Linked DNA regions of Mus musculus: regions 2 and 3 are each linked to region 1. A link is a contact called in public Hi-C and HiChIP or PLAC-seq data. All regions are on one chromosome and are shown on one strand. The core of a region is the stretch at or near the end of the contact, and the rest is flanking DNA. Distances in the headings are between cores, read along the strand shown. Region 1 holds the start of Cdh4 (cadherin 4). Region 2 has its middle 44 kb from the start of 4930591A17Rik. Region 3 overlaps Cdh4 (cadherin 4).

What was found. Hi-C and Micro-C count contacts between places; a contact is called where the count stands out from the background. HiChIP or PLAC-seq counts read pairs in DNA pulled down with a chosen protein or histone mark.
Region 2: a contact with region 1 is called in a Hi-C map of cerebral cortex, with 1.8 times the contacts expected there. The contact joins the enhancer-like site here to the promoter of Cdh4 in region 1. A contact is called at or near these places in 3 of 39 promoter capture datasets (the 3T3-L1 cell line, embryonic stem cells and stem cell-derived epiblast-like cells), 1 of 484 Hi-C or Micro-C datasets (cerebral cortex), 2 of 115 datasets of contacts at active chromatin or transcription factors (embryonic forebrain and embryonic stem cells) and 2 of 9 other capture datasets (adipose tissue and liver).
Region 3: a contact with region 1 is called in an H3K4me3 HiChIP or PLAC-seq map of neural progenitor cells, with 4 times the contacts expected there. The contact joins the enhancer-like site here to the promoter of Cdh4 in region 1. A contact is called at or near these places in 1 of 39 promoter capture datasets (embryonic stem cells), 8 of 484 Hi-C or Micro-C datasets (cerebellar granule neurons, cerebellum, embryonic stem cells and 4 more), 7 of 115 datasets of contacts at active chromatin or transcription factors (astrocytes, embryonic forebrain, embryonic stem cells and 2 more) and 2 of 9 other capture datasets (embryonic stem cells and pancreatic islet).

Annotation. Positions count from the first base shown.
Region 1 is chr2:179,441,170-179,445,253 of GRCm38.p6, forward strand. Cdh4 (cadherin 4) reads left to right here and starts at 1,262. Exons shown (of 16, transcript NM_009867.3): 1 at 1,262-1,509; 2 at 3,531-3,642. The coding sequence starts at 1,453.
Region 2 is chr2:179,369,569-179,373,193 of GRCm38.p6, forward strand. No RefSeq gene overlaps it. Among named protein-coding and RNA genes, the nearest start is that of 4930591A17Rik, 44 kb to the right of the region's middle. Within about 2 kb of position 2,228, at least 3 of the 459 cell types and tissues checked have an H3K27ac peak or open chromatin away from gene starts, as enhancers often do. A contact at or near this core is called in cerebral cortex, where this site is marked.
Region 3 is chr2:179,535,678-179,539,618 of GRCm38.p6, forward strand. The region is part of intron 2 of Cdh4 (cadherin 4); the gene reads left to right. Among named protein-coding and RNA genes, the nearest start is that of Gm52541, 15 kb to the left of the region's middle. Within about 2 kb of position 1,849, at least 50 of the 459 cell types and tissues checked have an H3K27ac peak or open chromatin away from gene starts, as enhancers often do. A contact at or near this core is called in cerebellar granule neurons, cerebellum, embryonic forebrain and 4 more, where this site is marked.

The DNA of each region.
Region 1 (4,084 bases), core at 12-2,511:
TCTTTGTCTCCCCAGGGAAGGACATAGAAGAGTCTGAAGACTGCCCAGCCAGCCATGCTAAGTTAGTAGCCTCTCTCATTCCTTAGCAGGCCAATACTGGGACAGTCTGTGGCATAGGGCCAGGTTGGCACAGGCTTGGTGTTCAGATACTTGGTGGTCCAAGCTAAACCCAGTCTCATACCTCTGGACAGAGCCCACTATGCACCCTGGGTTACCCTGATTTCCCATGGCTCGAGTACTAGTCAGGAGACCTAGGGTGTCATCCACCATAGTGGGGGGAGGGGGGGCAAGGAAGAAAAGGTCTCTCTGTCCAAGTTAACTATGACCTTGGGGCAACTTAATTCACTCTTCTCAAACCAGAACTATTGTATTCTGGACACAGATTTTCTCAGAAGAGAGACAAAGAACATTTGAAAAACATCTGAGCAGACACTCCACTTTTCTGTACATTGCTTAGCCAAGGGAGGGATGGGGAAGCCTTCACTCACAGTCCAAGCTGCCCTTATTTTTCCGCGAGAGCGATACGATGCTTAAAGAAATGCCTGCAGTCAGGGTTGGAAATTGCCCATGCGAAGCAAATGGAGCTGGCCTGCCCAGGGAGCTGACGTGCCTGACAGCTCTGCCCGCTGGAGTCCCTTCCTTCCTTCCGCGGCCTCTGATTTCTTCCTTGCCTATACAGAAGACCTAACTACATTTTGGCACACACAGAGGAATGGGTAGGAATCCTCCCAAACCTTGGAGGATAGCCAGAGCCAGGCCCACACTATAAGGGGTCAGCCGAGCCAGCCCAGCTGGAGAGTGACCCCTCCCCTCTCCCTCTCTTCCGATCCCTGAGCTGTTCAGAGGGCTGGAGGCCATCACAAAGGCCTGTGTCCGGAGACTTAGATGACACAGGGATGAAGGAAGTGTCCACTCTTCACTGTGGGCTCTGAAAAGAAGTTGACCTAACATCACGGTGTGATCACAAGCAGGGGTCCCACAATCTACAAAGGACATCTAACTTGCTGGGCAGAGACTACACAGTCTTCTTTGGTTCACACCGTCTTTGCTCCTAGAAACCCAGTCTCCCTGGCTTCGTCTGCTCATACAGGCCTCTAGTTGTCCCACGGGACTGAGGCCGCCCTGCCAGCGAGCAACCAGGCCAAGCGGCTGAGCGAGTGGGCGCGGGAGCGGCTCCTTTAAGGCCCGCGTCAGGCCCGGCCGGAGGGGCGGGGCCTCGGCGAGGCCGCCGCTCAGCTTCACCTGCAGTTCCGAGCGCGCGGAACAGAGGCGCGGGCGGCTGCGAGGCCGGCGGACGCACCGGCCGGAGGGAGCGCGCCGCCGGCCCACTTGGCCTGGCTCCCGGAGCCCGGGCGGCAAGTGCGGGGAAAAGCAGGGCGGGCGCGGGCGGAGCATCGCCGCGGCGAGGGAAGCCGGGCACCGGGCGAGCGCCGGGGCGGCGCGGCGGGGACGATGACCACAGGCTCTGTGCTGCCGCTGCTGCTGCTCGGGCTCTCGGGCGCGCTCCGGGTAAGTTGCCGCCTCTCCGATCGCAGGCGATCTGGGAACCCGTGGGGCTAGCTGGTGTCTCCCGGTCTTCTCAAACCGCCGCCCGCGCTGCGCGAAGCCGCTCGCTATCGGAGCGAGGAGCCGCGGAGCTGAGCGGGCGGGACCCTAGGTGCCATCTCGTTGCCCGATCTGCGCTCCGGGGCCGCCCTCCGTAGTGTAGTACTCGCCTCCGCCGCCCGGCAGTCGCGCATCCCGAGTTCCAGCCGCGCGCCGGGTCGGGTCGGCTGCGCGGGGCGCTCTCCCGGGTCCCGTGGGTGCCGCGGAGCTCGGCTGCAGTGGGAGGCGGAGGCGACTAAGGGGCGCGGGTTGTAGCCGCGGGGTCTAGCAGGTCCTCCCGACTTAGAGAGGGATCGGGAGGAGGGCGCAGCGGGAGCGCGAGGCACTGAGCCCGGGGACTGGAGCTGGACACACTCGCTGTTTCCGCACAGTCTCTGCGCGGTCTCCAGCCGGCTCCCTCGGTTAACTCCAGCTCGCTGCGGGTCTTCGGAACGGCTCAGCGGCAGCTCCCGCAGCGACCCTGGGCGGAGACCGAGTGGCCTGAACCCCCTCTCGTGGCCGATCGGTCCGGTGGCCTGCTCGCTGCCACGCCGAGGTATTCTCTGCGATGAACCAGGGTTGGCGACCGGCTGCTCCGAGGCCACCGGACCATCGCCTTGCGCGGGGAACACGCCCCGGGGGGACAGAAACTTTCCCGGCCGACTTTTGTCTCCCGCGGGCTGCAAGAGCATTTCAGAGCTGCGATCCCCAAGAACCAGATGTCATTCTGAGCTTGGCCGGGGGAAGATCCCCGACCCAGCCCTCCCTTTCCTAGCCTCCGGGGCCGGGTACTCGAGCCCGAGCTACAGGCTGCAGGCTGCGGGTGGCCTCCCAGCGGAACCCGGGCGGAGCTGTTGCGCGCAGCTGGAGGACTCGGCCGGCAGGGAGGCGCGTTCCGCTCTGGCGGCCCGCGAAGCTGAGACTGCAGGGTGCTGGCTGCGCCCCCGGCTCCCGGAGCTTGCTCACCAGGGATCCGGAGCCTGGTGCGCCTTCTTCTCCTTAGCGGAGTGGATTAGTGGGGACACATGCTATCTCCCTTGGTTCCTGGCAGCTTGGGTGGAACCCCTTGCCCATTGCCTTCCTTTCTCTAAAGATGCAGACTCCAGAGGAACAGAAAACCCTTCTGGTCTGTTAGAGGCTTCTGGTCTTTTCTGCTCTCCTGACGAGGCTTTAAATGGGGGCTTCAGAGTGAGCAAGAGTCCAGGACCTTGTGTGGGTGAACTTCACACACACACACACGCACACGCACACACACACACACACACGCACACGCACACGCACGCACGCACACACACACACACACACACACACACACACACACACACACACGAGGACCTTGCCTCCTTGCAGCCTAGTGGCAGAACTGGTCACTATCCGCTCAGCTTGGAAACAGCCCTGGAATCACTGAATTTGCCAGCTCCCTTTCTTGGAACTCCACCCCTGTGGCCTGCAGAGGGAGGCTTCCTCCTCACCTAGCCTAAAGGCAGAGCTCTGCAGCCTGGAGAGATGGTTCTTAGCAGAGCTCCCTCTCTCTCCACGGGCCTGGCTTTGCCTGTGGATGGGTGAACGACTGGTGATACCTTCTCCTCCTGCTGCTGCTGCTGCTGCTGCTGCTGCTGCTGCTTGCCCACTTCTGGGAACCTCTCTGCCTTTTCCCCCTGCCATTCGCCAATACGGCCCCTTTGGTACCTGGTCTAGGCATCAGCTAACCCTGTGCTTCCCATAAAAGTAGGTTCGGCTTTCCAGTTCGGGGAAACTCCTCCAAACCTGGGCCAATACAACCTGAAGTCCCCCAGAGAGCAGAGGATCACCACCCCACCTCTGGGTGGGGATGGTGCTTTACCTGCGCTCGTGGGCAGAGGCTTGTGAGGTGGCCATGACAAATGTAGGTTGGATTACATTGCTGTGAACTTAGGTTGGCTTAACAGTCTCCTTTCCATCCCCAGGCCCACCGTGAGGATCTTACAGTCAGAGAGGCCTGTAAGGCTGGCTTCTCCGAAGAAGGCTACACTGCGTTGATCTCCCCGAATGTCCTGGAAGGAGAGAAACTACTCAAAGGTAGTGTGGGGTGTTTGAGGGGTGGAGGGATGAAGTGGAAGGCTTGGCTGGCCTTGGAACACTGCTCTCTGCGGAGAGATGGCTGTGAAATCGATGCGGTTCCGGTGGGCCGTCTTTGCGTGTGCTGAATGATTCGGGAGGCCTGCCTGTCATTTTGGACTGAGGTGAATCATTTCCTGTACGACAAATGAGAATTTGGGTGGAACGCTGTCACCCAATGCTGTGCAGGGAGACTTCCTTTCTAAGTATTTTTATGTATGAGATGCAGGACTCTTAAATTATCCCCACTTCGAAATGCGTGACAAAGCAGACGATGTTGTTGGGAGCTCGGTAAATAAGCCCACAGACGTTCTGCTCACAAATGTGGCATGTGGCTTTCACGACTGCCCCTCCAGTGACAGAAAAACCCACGGGGAACGGTATCCATGAGCTTCTGGAATGG
Region 2 (3,625 bases), core at 978-3,477, 71 kb before region 1:
ACATTGACAATGACTAAGATGATGACGATGATGATGATGATGGTGATGCTGACTATGACAATGACTATATTGACAATAATGACTATGACAATGATGGTAAGGATTATGATGATGATAGCATTGACAATGATGACTACAATGATGATGATGAAGACTAAGATGATGATAATGACAATAACAATGTTGCTGATAACAGCATCAATAATGTTAAAAATACATTTGTAGGTCTCTACCCACTCCTGTCCCCCTACCTGGCCATGCTCCTGCCAGGGAAGTGAGACCAGGTGACAGAGCTGAAAACCAGCTTTAAAGCACTCATTCCAAAGAAAAGGCCATGTTTAAGGATGCTGGTAGCACATCTTGCTCTGCCTGTGGAGGACAATATGATCATTGCTCTTATGGGCAGGAAAGACTTCTCACAGAAGAGATTCCAAGTGTTCTCCATACAGGTAGCAACTGGTACAAAGCCTGGGAACCTGGGGCTTTGCTTGGCTTCCCTAACAATATTTTAAATGACTTCAGTAATAAAAGACACGTTCAGGCAGCTTTGCCAGTCAGATCCTCTCTGTTTCTAGGTAACTGTCCAGGTCTTTTTTTTTTTAATCTATTTAGATTTACTTACTATATGTGTAGGTGTTGCCTGAGTGTATGCATGTCCACCAGGTCTGTACAGTACCATGGTTGTCAGAAAAGATCATTAGATTCCTTGAAACTGGAGTTATAGATGGTTATAAGCCACCATGTATGTACAGGGAGCCAACCCTAGGTCCTCTGCAATAGTAGCCAGTGCTCTGACCACTGACCCACCTCTCTAACCCCAGTTCCTAGGTCTTTAAAGCTCTTCCCTCCTTAGTGGAGTCTCTCCAATGCTTCCTACCTAGAAAATGGAACAGAACACCCAGGCATCACTTTTCTGAAGTTATTATGTGAAAGTCTAAAAACAAAAATTGTCACAGTAAGCACAGGTTTGGTGCTGGCTCCCTTGTCTTCTGCTTTCATATTTGGGGATAGAAGCCAAAATGGACTCCACTCCTTAAGGTTAAGGTCCAACTCCCTGGAAGAGATTCCAGGTCAGTCAAGAAAAATGATGGTTGCAGCCGCATCAAGACCCATCCAGGGATGAAAGGCAAGGCAGGCTGAGGTAGAGGGTCAGACACATGGGCAGAATACGATGCATGCTTCCTCCATAGCTTGGGGTCATTACCTAGAGGGAGGAAGAAACACACAGGTCAGAGGTCTGCAGGGCAAGCAAATGCAGCTCCCAAGGAGTCAGGTACAATTGCTGGGAGAAATGTACCCCAAATGTTAGCCATGAGGATTGGCGGGCAGCTGCTCCTCCCCACCTGTTGAGGAGGCCGAATGTGCATCTGCAGGATCTCAGCCTGGTGTTCCGAAGTAACTTTCCACTTATGTAAAATTAATAGGGAGTTCATTATGAAATCCATGTGACTCCTTATTAAACGCTTCCTGTCACTGGAAACAGAAGGTGGAGGCTCCTTAAGCTGGGGTTTTGTTGCCCTCTAGTGAGAGAGGTCAGCATTATATATGCAAAATTATCTTTGCCAATGCATAATTAATGCTAGGTGAGGGAGGGGGAAGGGAAGGACGCCCCAGCTGGCTGGTGAGGGTGTGTACAAACATGCTCAAGAGTATCCCAGTTTCTCCCTCTCCTGGCCCATCCCCCAGCTCGACTCAGGTAACATATGGAAGACACCCCTCGCTCCCGTCACTTCCGTTCCTTGGCAGGGAAGTTTAGTTTTATATGGCTATCAACAGGCAAAGATCCAAGCATAAGGAGTAAATCAACAGAGCTGATCCGAGACACAGAGCCTTAATGCATAAGTATATATTTAATGTGTCTGCTGAAAGAATGTCTAATTACCCTGTCATTGAACAAAGCGTATGTTCAGCCGTGATAAATTACGCCATCTTTTACTTCTGCAAAACATATTGAGACTCCCCAGAGCCGCAGAGAGATCTCTGTCCCATCTTCTCAGCAGGACTAGTGATGCCCAGACCAAAGCAGGAGCGGGGAAGAGAGAGAGCTGTAGACAGCCCAAACCCTGGCTTTCAGCCCCCCAGTGGTCGATCACGTGGGCAAGCATCAAGCCATCTCCGAGTGGCCAGTCTGCTTCAGTGTGGGCTGCATCACTCTCTGTTGTCAGCGGCTTCCCAGAATCTATCATCTGCTATTCTGAACCATCCACGAGAGGAGGCTGCATTCCAGCCTCCAGAGAAGCCAATGGAGCTTCCAGAAAAGGCAAAGGGAATCCCCAACACAGCACCCCGTGATCTCTCCAGTGCAAGCTCAGGCTGACATCTTTCCAAGACTTAGTCATAGTTGTGCCTCTGACTCCAACCAGTGATAAGATTCAGTCACCATCAGAGATGGGGTCCCTGGGGATTGAACAATCCTAAATGGAATTGCAGAGAGCCAGTTAGTATCCCTCTTGGCTGCATAAAGAGACTAGCTTTGGAAGGTGCTAGGAATGTGGTCCAGCCTGTCATGAAAGCATGAGGTTGACCTAGAGGTCAGCACTGCAAAGGATTGATGTCCAGTGCATGCTGAGGATGCTGGGTGCACCATCTCTGGTGCAGTCATCCAACCTGACCATCTCAGTAGGCAGGGGGTCTCCTACTCATGCCTGTCTCTGTCCCCCTCCATCTTCCCTGATGCTTCTTCCCCTAGTCACCTTATACCTTCTCCCTTAGACACTTGCCATCATGGCTTGCCACAAGCCCAACACCTGAATTGGTCATCTCCATCATTCAATGGCAGAGTGGAAGCTGTGTCTGCCCCGTAACTTGGGCAGGACCCTGTCCTGTCCTTCGACAGGAAGAGTGAACACAGGTCTGCCCCACCGTGGATCCTTTCCTGAGAGGATGCTCAGAGCAGCAGTCGGCCGCCTCGTTGGCAACTGTATTTCTTATTTCTTTGATTATGTTTGAAATAGCACTTTTATTTACCGACGCGGAAGAAAAGGCTTTTCTGTGATGCCTCCATCGTGTGTAAAATATATAGCTAGTAACACAGCCCGTTTATTTGCTTTACTGGATTGAGATCTATAGATGGAAGGGCAAATGAAAAATAAAGATAAAAATCTATTTCTGATACCAGATTGGCTCTAAAATGTCAAAGTTTTCTTTATTACTTTAGTAGCTATGTATCGTTATTTATCTTTCTTGGTTTGTTTTCAAAGGCTCACAGGCTGGCTGGATGCTGTTTCCATGTGTGCCCTGGGCTTTCTTTGCTGCTGTTGGTCTTTTATAGAAGTTGGAGGAAGCTCTGGATTCCAGACACGACATGGCCATTGTCATCTTGAAATCAGAGCGCTATTGTGAGACCCTCAGAAGATGAGACCCTCACAAGGCCAGGCCTGTTAACATGGCTCCACAGAAACAGTGGATTCATCAGACCCTTAGCTGGAGGTTCAACCCACTCCCTGCTCCTGCATGTGCTCATGGAAGGCACTAGAGTGTAAGAGAGAGATGGAATTCTACTGGGACTTCAGTCACAGTCATAACACTTTTGTGACTTGTCATCTGCATGGGGTGGCTTTAGGGTAACTCATGCTTCTAAATGTGAGCCCAATAAATTAAGGGGTTCACCAGCCTAGACTCAGGT
Region 3 (3,941 bases), core at 599-3,098, 95 kb after region 1:
ACAAGATGATCATTGTGACTTGCTGGCTGCCAGCTGAGCTTCAGGGTCAGTTAGAGATACTGCCTAAATAAGAATATTAGTAAGTAATGGACCAGGATAACTACACTTGTACATGTGAATATACACATCACTTATTAATAAATACATAAATTCAGTTAAAGGGGAGATAAGTCATAGAAACCGTGGACTTCAGCTGTTGAATAAATAAGATTGGCCAGGCAGTGGTGGCGCACACCTTTAATCCCAACACTCAGAGGCAGGTGGATTTGTGAGTTCAAGGCCAGCCTGGTCTACATAGTGAATTGCAGGACAGCCAGGGCTATACAGAGAAACCCTATCTCGAAAAACCAAAAAAGAAAAGAAAGAAGGAAAGAAGGAAAGAAGGAAAGAAGGAAGGAAGGAAGGAAGGAAGGAAGGAAGGAAGGAAGGAAGAAAGGAAGAAAGGAAGGATTGATTGGTGGCCATGCCATGCTGGCCTAAATAGAGGACAAATAGTGAGTTTAGAAAACACCTCTGAGGATGGACCATCTAGAGACTGCCATATCCAGGGATCCACCCCATAATCAGCTTCCAAACGCTGACACCATTGCATACACTAGCAAGATTTTGCTGAAAGGACCCAGATATAGCTGTCTCATGTGAGACTATGCCGGGGCCTAGCAAACACAGAAGTGGATGCTCACAGTCAGCTATTGGATGGATCACAGGGCTCCCAATGGAGGAGCTAGAGAAAGTACCCAAGGAGCTAAAGGGATCTGCAACCCTATAGGTGGAACAACATTGTGAACTAACCAGTACCCCGGAGCTCTGGACTCTAGCTGCATATGTATCAAAAGATGGCCTAGTCGGCCATCACTGGAAAGAGAGACCCATTGGTCACACAAACTTTATATGCCCCAGTACAGGGGAACACCAGGGCCAAAAAAATGGGAATGGGTGGGTAGGGAAGTGGGGGGGAAGGGTATGGGGGACTTTTGGGATAGCATTGGAAATGTAATTGAGGAAAATACGTAATAAAAATATATTTAAAAAAAAAACACCTGGAAAAAAAAAACAAACAAACAACAACAAAAAAGAAACCACCTCTAGACAGGCATCATACAATAATCAACTGTGTCAGAAACACAAAATGAATTTATGAATCTTATTTATTCAACACAAACACTCCAGTTCACCCCCACACCCCACCCCTTAACTGAACATCAAAGAGCTCTGCTGGCCCTCCTGGCTGTAGTTTGAGTCTTTGTTCCAATGTTAAGGCCTCACCCCTGGGGGCCATGGCAGGAGGGGGTCCTGGGATTTTATTCTTGAAGGAGGAAGCCTGGTGTCCTAGGATCCAGAGAGAATTTGAATAGTAGCTGCCAATCTCACTATCGTTGTGACCAGTATTACCACAAGATGGGTCTTCCCAGCGAGTGTTTAAATACTGATTACATCTTTGGCTTTGTAAATAACTCAATGGTTTGTTTTTTTTTTTTTTTTTTTTTTTTTACAATATTGCTTTTATAGAGCCCATAATGGGAAGGCAGGGTTTTTTTTTTCTCTCTGTCACTTGGATATTAAGCACTTTAATGAAAATACACAAATGAGCTCTCTATAAAACTTGATCTGAAGCAAGCTGTGTGGGGCTTAACGCTGTGTTAAGGCTGTGAGGGCTCCAGGGAGCTGATGAACAAACCTTTTGTCATTGCTAGGGAAATGGAATAGTGGTGGCTATTTGTCCAGCCCCTCTCCCTTCCCTCCGCCCGTTTGTTCCCCAGGAGCCACGCTGCGTTGGGCAGTGGTCGCTTAGCGAGGCTTCCTGGGACAGGATGAGAATGCCTGGCCTGAGGGAGCGCTTTATTGGGAGCATGCCTGCTTTTTAATTGGCCTTGGTGTTAATGAATGGATTCGTTCTGTTTGGAGTGAGCAGGGCTGGGCGCTGGTGCGTGTAATCTGATTGCAGCCGGGTGCTCAGAGCCCTGCAGAAGGCTCCGGAACAGCCGTGATTGGCTTGGCCCGGGCTGCACCGTGCTGGCAGCCTCGGGCACCAGAGGATGGCAGGCGAGAGAGGTGGGCACCTCCATGTCCACGAGCCTCCTCCCTCAGTCCCTTGATGGTGGGAGCCGATTGTCATTGTGCAGTAGCTACCACAGAAGCTGTCTTGGGGCTGGGCTATTCTGGGGGTCTTGTTTTTCGGAACAATCCTTCATCACGCTTGGGAAGATAGCCTCCCTATCCACACAGGAACCTGACATACTGTGGATGGTTTTTACCCCACCTACTCTTGAGCCATGGGGGTGGAGGAAATGGTGCTGGTGTCCCATTGGGCATCATCTGGCAGATCTCCAAACACCTGCTTTTTCTTTTGGCTCAGTCTGCACTGGTCACACTCTGAGAATGTCAGGCAGGCTCCTGACATCACAGACTGGTGTAGCATCAGCTCTGTCACCAAGACCCACCTCTGGAGAAGGAGACAGTCCTCAGTGGAACTCTGGTCACCCACAGCAATGTTGCATAGAGCAGAATGGAAGACATTAGCAGAAATCCCCCTAGCTCCTAGTGGGGCCAAACACATGTGCCATGCCATGTCATTTGAGGCTAAGAGCCTCGGAGCCTCAGAGTCTTGGAGGTGACTTAATATCTCTTTGATCTGGTGACAGGCCTGGCTCAAGTTTTATTAGCAGTACCAATTCAAGACCAAAGATTAACTTTCTCTAAAGGGGTTACATGAGGTGGAATCCCTCATCCCTTGTTGAGTCTCTGTCTCTTTCCCCACATCTATGGGGGATTCTCTCTCTCTCTCTCTCTCTCTCTCTCTCTCTCCCTCCCTCCCTCCCCTTCTCTCCCTAGCCCCTCCCTCCTTCTCTCTCTCTCCCCCTCCCTCCCTCTCTCTCTCTCCTTCCCTCCCTCTCCCCCTCCCCCTAGCCTCTCTCTCTCCCTCCCTCCCCCTCTCCCCCTCCCCCTCTCTCCCTAGCCCCTCCCTCCTTCCCTCTCCCTTCATAAAAGTCAATCCCTTTTTGCTGGGCTGGCATTTTGGCCCCAGAGTTAAGCATGTGAACCAGCTGGCTGACTGATGGTCCCCAGAGGCCCCAGTGCCACGTCTTCCCGATGGCCCAGCCCTTGTTTGTGACTTGGCTGCCTGTTTGGGAGTCAGGGGCTGGTGACATGGCCTATGTGTCACACTTGAATATAATGCAGCTGCATCAGGACAAGGTACCTAGCTTTTCCTGCCCAGTATATATCTCGTGTGGAGGCTATCGAGGGTTTTATCCTAACACACATACCCAGCACCCAGTCTTAGCCTCATGCACCCCTGCATTTGTCAGGGCAGGGAGGGTTGCATGTGACTTCCACATCCCTCTCCAGCTACACTGGAGCTGTGCCCAGATGGCACCTATGGGTCTGGTTTAATAAACAGCGGTTTTGGGATTGGTCCTCAGACTTTGCTGGACTTCAGTACCCCTGAGTGCTCTCGGTGTCCTGGAGAGGCACAGAGATCTTGGTCACCAAGCCTTCCTGAGGAACCTCCAGGCACAGGGCCCACTCAGTCCACCTACCCCACCCACCCACAAGCAGGCCAGACACCAGTGTTCACTCCTCTGTGAGGAACAGCAGAGCTAAGCTGGGTCTCAGCTTGGCACCAGGTAGATGTAGCTGCCTTCTTCCCATGTCTGTTGCCCGGGCCCTGGAGTCTTAGGATAAGAGCAAAGGCCTCAGACCTTTAACATCACCTGGCCATCGTAGCTCAGTCAGGGCTCACATCCCGGCCATTTCTTTTATTTTTCCTGTCTGCTGCTTCTTTCTGATTTTTTAAAAATTTAGCTGTGATCTCTTGGTCACTTTTTTCCCCCAGAAAATTCTGTTTCTGGGCTGAGCTTTTAAACACTGGAGAGGGAAAGTCAGGGTTCATATTCCACTGGGTCCCTAGTGACTGGATGTGGGTGCTGGGCTAGCAGCTC